2 separate regions of the Zea mays genome follow, and region 1 is linked to region 2. The links are chromatin contacts, called in public Hi-C maps. All regions are on one chromosome and are shown on one strand. The core of a region is the stretch at or near the end of the contact, and the rest is flanking DNA. Distances in the headings are between cores, read along the strand shown. Region 1 has its middle 28 kb from the start of LOC100272797. Region 2 holds the start of LOC103650408 (serine/threonine-protein kinase D6PKL1).

The links. Hi-C and Micro-C count contacts between places; a contact is called where the count stands out from the background.
Region 1: a contact with region 2 is called in a Hi-C map of ear, with 2.3 times the contacts expected there. The contact joins the enhancer-like site here to the promoter of LOC103650408 in region 2. A contact is called at or near these places in 2 of 25 Hi-C or Micro-C datasets (ear and tassel).

What each region holds. Positions count from the first base shown.
Region 1 is chr3:95,539,805-95,543,473 of Zm-B73-REFERENCE-NAM-5.0, reverse strand. No RefSeq gene overlaps it. Among protein-coding and RNA genes, the nearest start is that of LOC100272797, 28 kb to the left of the region's middle. Within about 2 kb of position 1,698, at least 7 of the 20 cell types and tissues checked have an H3K27ac peak or open chromatin away from gene starts, as enhancers often do. A contact at or near this core is called in ear and tassel, where this site is marked.
Region 2 is chr3:95,302,747-95,306,534 of Zm-B73-REFERENCE-NAM-5.0, reverse strand. LOC103650408 (serine/threonine-protein kinase D6PKL1) reads left to right here and starts at 1,635. Exons shown (of 3, transcript XM_008675976.4): 1 at 1,635-1,920; 2 at 2,539-3,788. The coding sequence starts at 2,720.

The DNA.
Region 1 (3,669 bases), core at 449-2,948, 240 kb before region 2:
TAGCGGGCCGGCCCGAGGCACGACCCATTTAATAGTGCCTGGGCCAGCCCGGCACGAGGGCCGTGCCGTGCTTGGGCCGTAGCCTCGACCCGTAGTGTTGGTCCGGCCTGGCACGATTATATTTTTTATTTTACAAAAAAATCGTATATACATATGTACAATTTATATCTAATATTAAAAACATCCGAGCACGATGTTCTACTGGTTAGGCGGCTTCACCCAGTGTCTCCCGCCCTTCTTCCATCAGGGTGTGGGAGGTTGGTTGCATAGAGTGAAGCTAGTTAATTTGAAATAGATGTGAGGGTTTATTTGTAAAAAGATGACGTGGAACGACCGTTGAAACTGATGCTTTAATATAGTAGAGAATGATAAAAATAATGCAACAATAACATATGCATGGTCATCATTGACGGCCCTGAGGGTGGGGCGGAGGGGCCACCGCCCTAGGCTCCCAATTATATAGGGCCCCAAACCTAGTTATATATTTAATAATTAGACTATCAGACACAATAGCTCAATAATAAAGTGTTGAATAGTCAGCAGCCAAAAAGTGTTCACAGTCCGAACGTATTTAAACATGTTAGAAGAACTTTTAAGATAATACTATAATATGTATCTTTTTATTTATTTGTTGCTTGGTATGAAGTGTATATACTGGTACCATTTTTATATAACAATAGTTTGAAGGGTCTCTATTTTTAATTTGCCCCGGGCCCCTAGAACCTCCGGACCGTCGCTGATGGTCATGTGTTGTGTTGTTCATTAAAATTAAGTTGTCTCTAGAACTTTGTAGTAGTTCTGCACACGTTTTAAATATAAGCATACACACGTATTCGGAAACCCCTACATTGTGTATAGTTGATATCACCGTGAAACGACGGCACCCAAAAAACTGCAAGAAAAAAAATAGTCACATAGTTTTGGCACATTATTGATCGTTTTTAGATTTATCATATTTCATAGGATAGTCTAGGAGCCTAACCACAAATATGACAGAACATTCCAATGAAACACAACATTTCAATTAAATGATAAAAGGGCTAAAGGCCAAAGTCATGTTTTTCACTATGAACAAAATGACAAAAAGGCTAAAGTCATGTTTCTCACTATGAACAGGCAACATATAAGACAAGAGCAGACCTCGTATGCACAGTCGATGGTGAGGTTGATGCTCATGTGGTCGTCGAGAGTGGAGAGTGAAGTAGCTTGCCCAGCGACGGTATGGCATGAGTTAGCGGGTTGGCGTTGGCGGCCGCGGTCGCAGGGCTTGCATGTGCGGGCGTCGAACGACCACCACCTGGTTCCTGCTGAATTTCCGTCCATGCATCCTCGTATTTGCTTTAGTATCTGCATGTTCTAAAAACACCTGCAATACAGAAAAAACACAAGAATCAGATACATAGTGTGCCAGCATTACCCAAATGCTACTTTTAGAATAAAATATCAAAGGAGAATGAAAACTCACCTTTCCAACACCGATGACAGGAGCATTGCTGGTCCAGGTCAGGTCGTGGAATTATAATTTTCACCAAATATTCATGTCCGAGTGTTAGTGAGTAGATATATAGGTAAGAGGCTAATTCCTGTTTATTAAAACTGACTCGGGAATGGAGGCCCCGGATGGATTCACGTGTGTTCCGCCTCTTGCACGGCTACGCGTGCCTCGTGCAGTCCTTTTTGGCGTGTGGGCCCGTTTTGATGTCGCTCGCTCGTGCCGTCCAATCCACGCTCGCGCGAAAACCCGTCGTCCATGACACGCCCTCCAATGTCCATGCATCGGTGTCCGTGCTGCCATCGTCGGAGTGGAGTGTTTTCATCCGTCCCTGCCATCCACTGTGCCACCGTTTAGACGTTGTTCCATCCACGCTCGCGCGGAAATTGTCATCTGTGACACGCCCTTCAATGTCCATGTGTCGGCGTCCACGTGCTGCGACGGGCGTCGCTACCGTCGACGGGGGGAGTGTTCTGTCCATCCTTGCCATGCCATTGTGCCGCCATTTAGACGCCTCGGATTGGGGACGACGGTAAGGTCACGGCGATCGGACCTTCATCGACACAGCTCAGATCGGAGACGACGCCTGCATGGCGACCGACGCTTCGTCGTTAATTCCTATAAGTGCCCCTCCTTGTTAATGACTGGTCGTGGTCGTCGCCTGTAGATGTCATCGCTCTACAACCATCGTTGTGCTTGGTGCATGTGCCGTCAGGTGGAGGACTGCTCACTGGATTCCAAAATCCCTCAAATCCATGCCCATGCTGGTACCTTCTATTGTATATCGAGTCCCTCCGCCGGTGTCTTCCTTCTCCCTCGGCTTGGTACCTAGTAGGAGTTCCTTTCTCTTACTCGATTACATTGTCGTTGTCCATTCCTTTTGTTCAGCTCCCGACTTCTTTTCCTTTGCTTCCTCGCCATCTCCACATCGGATCCATGTGTGTTGGCTCATAGTCTATGTTGTTCTTTCAGATCTGACACGCGACAGGCCTGGCGAAGGCGCATATTGTGGGGGATAGATATCCCCCGGGTCCTCACGAACATAGAAACACATCATGGGCTACGTGATGGGCCTCCCAATGGCTTGCCTAGCGAGACAGGCCATCGGGCCACAACCAGGCCGGACGAGCTCGATCCAGGAAGACGAAGACCGGATGCCCGAGTTATACGTAGATCGAAGCGCTGATATCTTGGGCGAAGCCGTTATGCACACTTGAAGGGCTAACACACTCCGGATAAGCAGGAATACGTGCCACGATAAAGGAGGAATTAGGTAGAATAGATAGTGATAACAACTTGTAAAGGGATAACCCTCTGGTCACCTATATAAGGCTGAGGGGGTACCCCTACGAAAACATCTCATACCATCCCTCATCTATCACATCCTAGCACCACCTCAAAGCTCATAGCCCTTTTGTAATCCTCCACCACCCTTAGCTCATTTGTAATCCATATACCCCAGTGCAATTCCAATATACAGTCTCAACAAGAAGTAGGGTGTTACACATTCTAGCGGTCTGAACCTGTATAAACTCTCGTGTAATTCGACGTGCTCCCACACGTACCATTGAGTCGCAGTCAACAATGACGTTTTGCTCAAAAGCATCACGAGGGAAACCCCGTGGTGCACGGTCGAGTCTAAACATCGACAGCTGGCACGCCAGGTAGGGGTGCGACGTTGATCCACGATGACTCCATGGCTATCATCTTCAACATCCTAGTCACCTTCAATGATGGGGAGATCTTTCGCTTTGGATCCCTCTCCTGCATAGCAGATCAAAAAGGCATCCTACACCGCATTGCAGATCCATCCGAGAGGAGATCTTCTTCGATGGCACCAAATGCGGGGGTGGGCTCATCTCACCTGACTCCCACAAGAACTACGACAACGAATTCCAAGGCGTGAAAATCTCAACTAGCTTCCGCCCCACGCAGGATCACGCCTATGTTGGGTGGGCACAGGGCCATTGCGGCACCTATGGCTTGATCGACTAAGGCATCACCTCTATCACGGCGGACCCCTTTGTCCACATCACCCACTCGGGTGTGGACCCAGATCACTCGACGAAAACAAGCGGGTAACCCCAGCACCGGTATGGCCGCTGGAACAAGATCGACGACTGTTTCGGCCGCTTCGCTCACATGGGAGACGACCGGAGCACGAGACACTGCCCCAC
Region 2 (3,788 bases), core at 386-2,885:
AAGTGAAACGGGCAGTTAGTTTAGTGAAGACCGCAGTTCCAGCAAAGACAGTGGAATGGTAAAGTTGTTCATTCTCAACGGGAAAGGATTTATCTATTGCAACGAGGCTAGTTTCAACAAGGTGAGCAAAGCTAGATACTTAGGCTTGTCCGGTTATTCCACCAACCCCTGCTCCCGACCTAGGTACATTATTCTTGGCAGCTCAAGACCTTTCTTGTTCCTTGCTCCCGTGGATCGATACTAGTTACTTACCTTTAATCTTACCTTAGTGTCTTTTACCTAACCTACTCGCTCGCTGAGCTTTTTTTTTATCTTGGTTATTGGTTTTTTACTCAAGTTAGAGCTTTTCTTTCGTGGTTTTTTTGTTGGTGTTTTTTTATTACTCCCTCCATTTTTTAGGGAAATTTGGATCCATACCATTAAAAGATCACCACTTTGGATCCATACCATTACTATCTCACTTACATGTGGGTCCACATGAGTCAATGACATGTGGGGTCCATGGTATATATCTAAAGTTTGAATCTTTTAATGGTATAGATCCAATTGTTCCTTTTTTTTATTTTGACGTTTTGTAGTACATTTTGTACTATAGCGTCAAATATTGAAAGACAGAGGCAGTATTTCGTATTCGACTGTATACCGTTTATTTGATTTACTGCTTGTTTTAGAGATTATACTCTCGTACAATATTTTTTTAAATATATATTCGTAAGTAAAATATAACATTTGTATAATACTTGTTAAGTATACGCTACATTCTCTTCCTCCGACATATGGAGAGAGAGGGGTTAACAAAATAATTGTGTGTGATGATGCTATCATTTCATAATTGCAATATATTGCTAACAAATACAACCCTTATTTTTTTCAAAGAACTAAAGAATTTTAATTTAGTTAAATCTATATAAAAACTTTTGACGTTTGAAATATTATATACGCTATTCACCACTTCAATTCAAGTGAAACTTCACCTAATTACCGATAATGACTAAGCGGTATTCAGTCATTTCTGAAAATTAGTAAGTGTTCTTACTTCGGCTCGGTGAAGTTAGGTGACAAATAATGCTGCACTATATAGAATAAGCATTATTATATTGATTATATAATATAAATATACAGTAAATCTAATTATAAACATCAATATTAATATTTTATATAAATTTATTTAAAATATAAAATATTAAATTAGTCAAAATCTAGAATTGTATTTTTTGATGGAAGCGTTAAACCAGCAAGCAATATCTATTAAGATAATTCGTTTAGGGGTAACGGAATCTACGCTATAAAATATTAATTTAGGGGTAACAGAATCTACGCTATAAAATTAAGGATCGAATTAGATTAGAATTGAACTTTATATCTATTCATTTTTAAACTAAAAATATTAAGAACCCTAATTTATTATGAAAATATACTCCATCTGTCCTATTATATAATTCGTTTTGATGTTTTTTTATTTAAATAGATATTAATAAATCTAGACACATATATAATATATCAAATATTGTATAAATCTATTAACATCTTAAAATCTTAAAAATAAATATTATTTTGGTATTAAGAGAGTATTTGGACTGTGCTATCACACTATTTGCAGCCGGTTTAGATCATGATTCGACGGCCGAGGACCCGCCCAAACGGCACCGGGAGTTGCCACTGGTGGCCCTCTCCAGTCTGCACGGAGGATCCTGGACGCCCTATATGCCGACTCGTCTCCTCTCTCTCTTTCTCTTTAAGTCTCTACCCCTTTCTCTCTCCTCTGTGTGCTCCTTGCCCTCTATACACCAGTACACCTCCGAAGCCGCCATTCCAGCAGCTGAGCTCGTCCTGCCAGGACGCAGTGCCAAGTGCCAACGGCACCACTATTCCACCGCCTGTGCCCCTTCCACGCGTGGAGATCTGAGCCGGCATTTCCTGGTAATCTTCAGCAACCAGCTCCGCTCTTGAGCCGCTCTCCCGATCCTAAATCCGGTACATGGGTGAGGCTGGGTTCAGATTAGTTGCGAATTTGCTGTTTCGGCAGGGTTCATAGCGGCTCCGCGAAATGCGGTATCGTTAGAGCCGAGTTGGCGCCGCCGCCGTTTGGATCTGGAGCTAGCTTCGTGTATTTCTCCATGAGCAGAAAAGTTTCAGTTTTTCCTCTCCTTTTCCTGTGTTTTAGTAGATCTAACTGGTCTGTTCGTTCTGCGAGAGGCAGTTGTCCCTGTTTCCATTTTCGTTTCTTCTGCCTGCTGATTCGTAACGGTGAGCGAAAATGGGTTCTTTGTGGAGAATCTGGCCTTCTGTCACCCCCCCCCCCCCCCCCCCCCCCCCCCCCCCCCCCCCTCCCCCCCCTAAACTCTGGCTTCCAAAAATTTTTATTTGCACTACCCCTGCTTGCCAGTTAGTTGATTAGGTTATCAAGTGTATATTTCTCTTTGGCGCCTTGCGTTCTCGCCTCTGAATTTATTTTTTTTTCTAAATTCCTCAGCAGTTTTAAAGACGTAGTTGTCGCTATGTCTCAATCACTAACTTTGGACCTTATGGTCTTTGCAGGGTGTGCGCTGGTTGCTGCGCTTGCCATTAAAAGGCTACTTTTCTGGGAGCTCCCTGGTGCTCTCATCTTGGAAGACGTTCAGTGGAAGGTGCAGGCTTGCCTGCCCAGGATGCCCCTGCCGGCGACGGACTGAGTTGGCGTATTCCTTGTCTGCCAGTGTTGAATTAGTCTAATTGGGCCATGGAGTCATCTGGCTGTAGCTCTGAGATAGTTGAGTCCACCGAGGAATTCGATACTACACCCTCTGGTGGATCCAGCTTGCTGCATATTAAACTCAAAGATGAGGAGAAACGCGGCAAAAGTCATGATTATTCTGTGGAAGATGACCTCGACCAGCTCCTTAAAGCTATCGATAGCAGGACCTTCCGACGCGCGCTTAGTCCTGGCAGTACAGGTGGAGATGCGCTGGGTAAGAGTGTTCTGAAGAAACCAGCTAGGTCTGGGTTGTCTCAAAATGCAGGCATTGGGATATCCTCCAAGGCTGTTAATATGAAGCAAGCGCTAAGAAGGCTATGCATTTCCCAGGCATCAGAAATGGCTGCAATGAAGAGGTTGTCGATGTCACCTGGATCTTCAAGTTCATCCGAAGCTGGGACTATCCACAGGCTTTATGCCTCTTTGATGGTCCAAAGTAGTTCTGAGGGTCTTCTGCATGATGATGAGAAGATGAACCTGATTGAAGTATCGATCACTCCAGAGAAGATTGATAAGAGTTCATCTAGAGGTACAAGTGAGTTCAGTGAAGACTGTGAATTTGAGACAGCTGATGGAAGTGCAGTCACCTCTACCTCTATCTGTTCTGCTTCGTCAACCTACACCGATATTAGGAAGATCAGAATCCAAGATGTCATCATTGGTGACCCTATGGATAACGAGAGTTCCTTGGGGGAAAATGGCAACCTAGGAAATAAATTTTCTGCAGCTACTGATGATGGCTCTCCCAAAGTCCCAATCTTGAGCAAACCTATCACTACATCTCGACTTGTCAAGCCAGTCTTTCGATGCAAGCCTTCCGGTAAGAAGAAAGTGAAACAAGAACCATCTTCGTTGGGTGATTCCTCCAATAGTACTAAATTCTGCTCTTCAAAGGAGTCAATCTCCCTCACATCAACCAGCTGCTCTTCAACATCTAGTTTTACAAATCCCGCCAACCGTGCAGAAGAGAAATCATCTCCTGGGCCAGAAAAATCTGATGGCACATCTTCTGAGTGGTTGGCAGAGCAAAATGAATGTTCCCAGAACTCAAAGA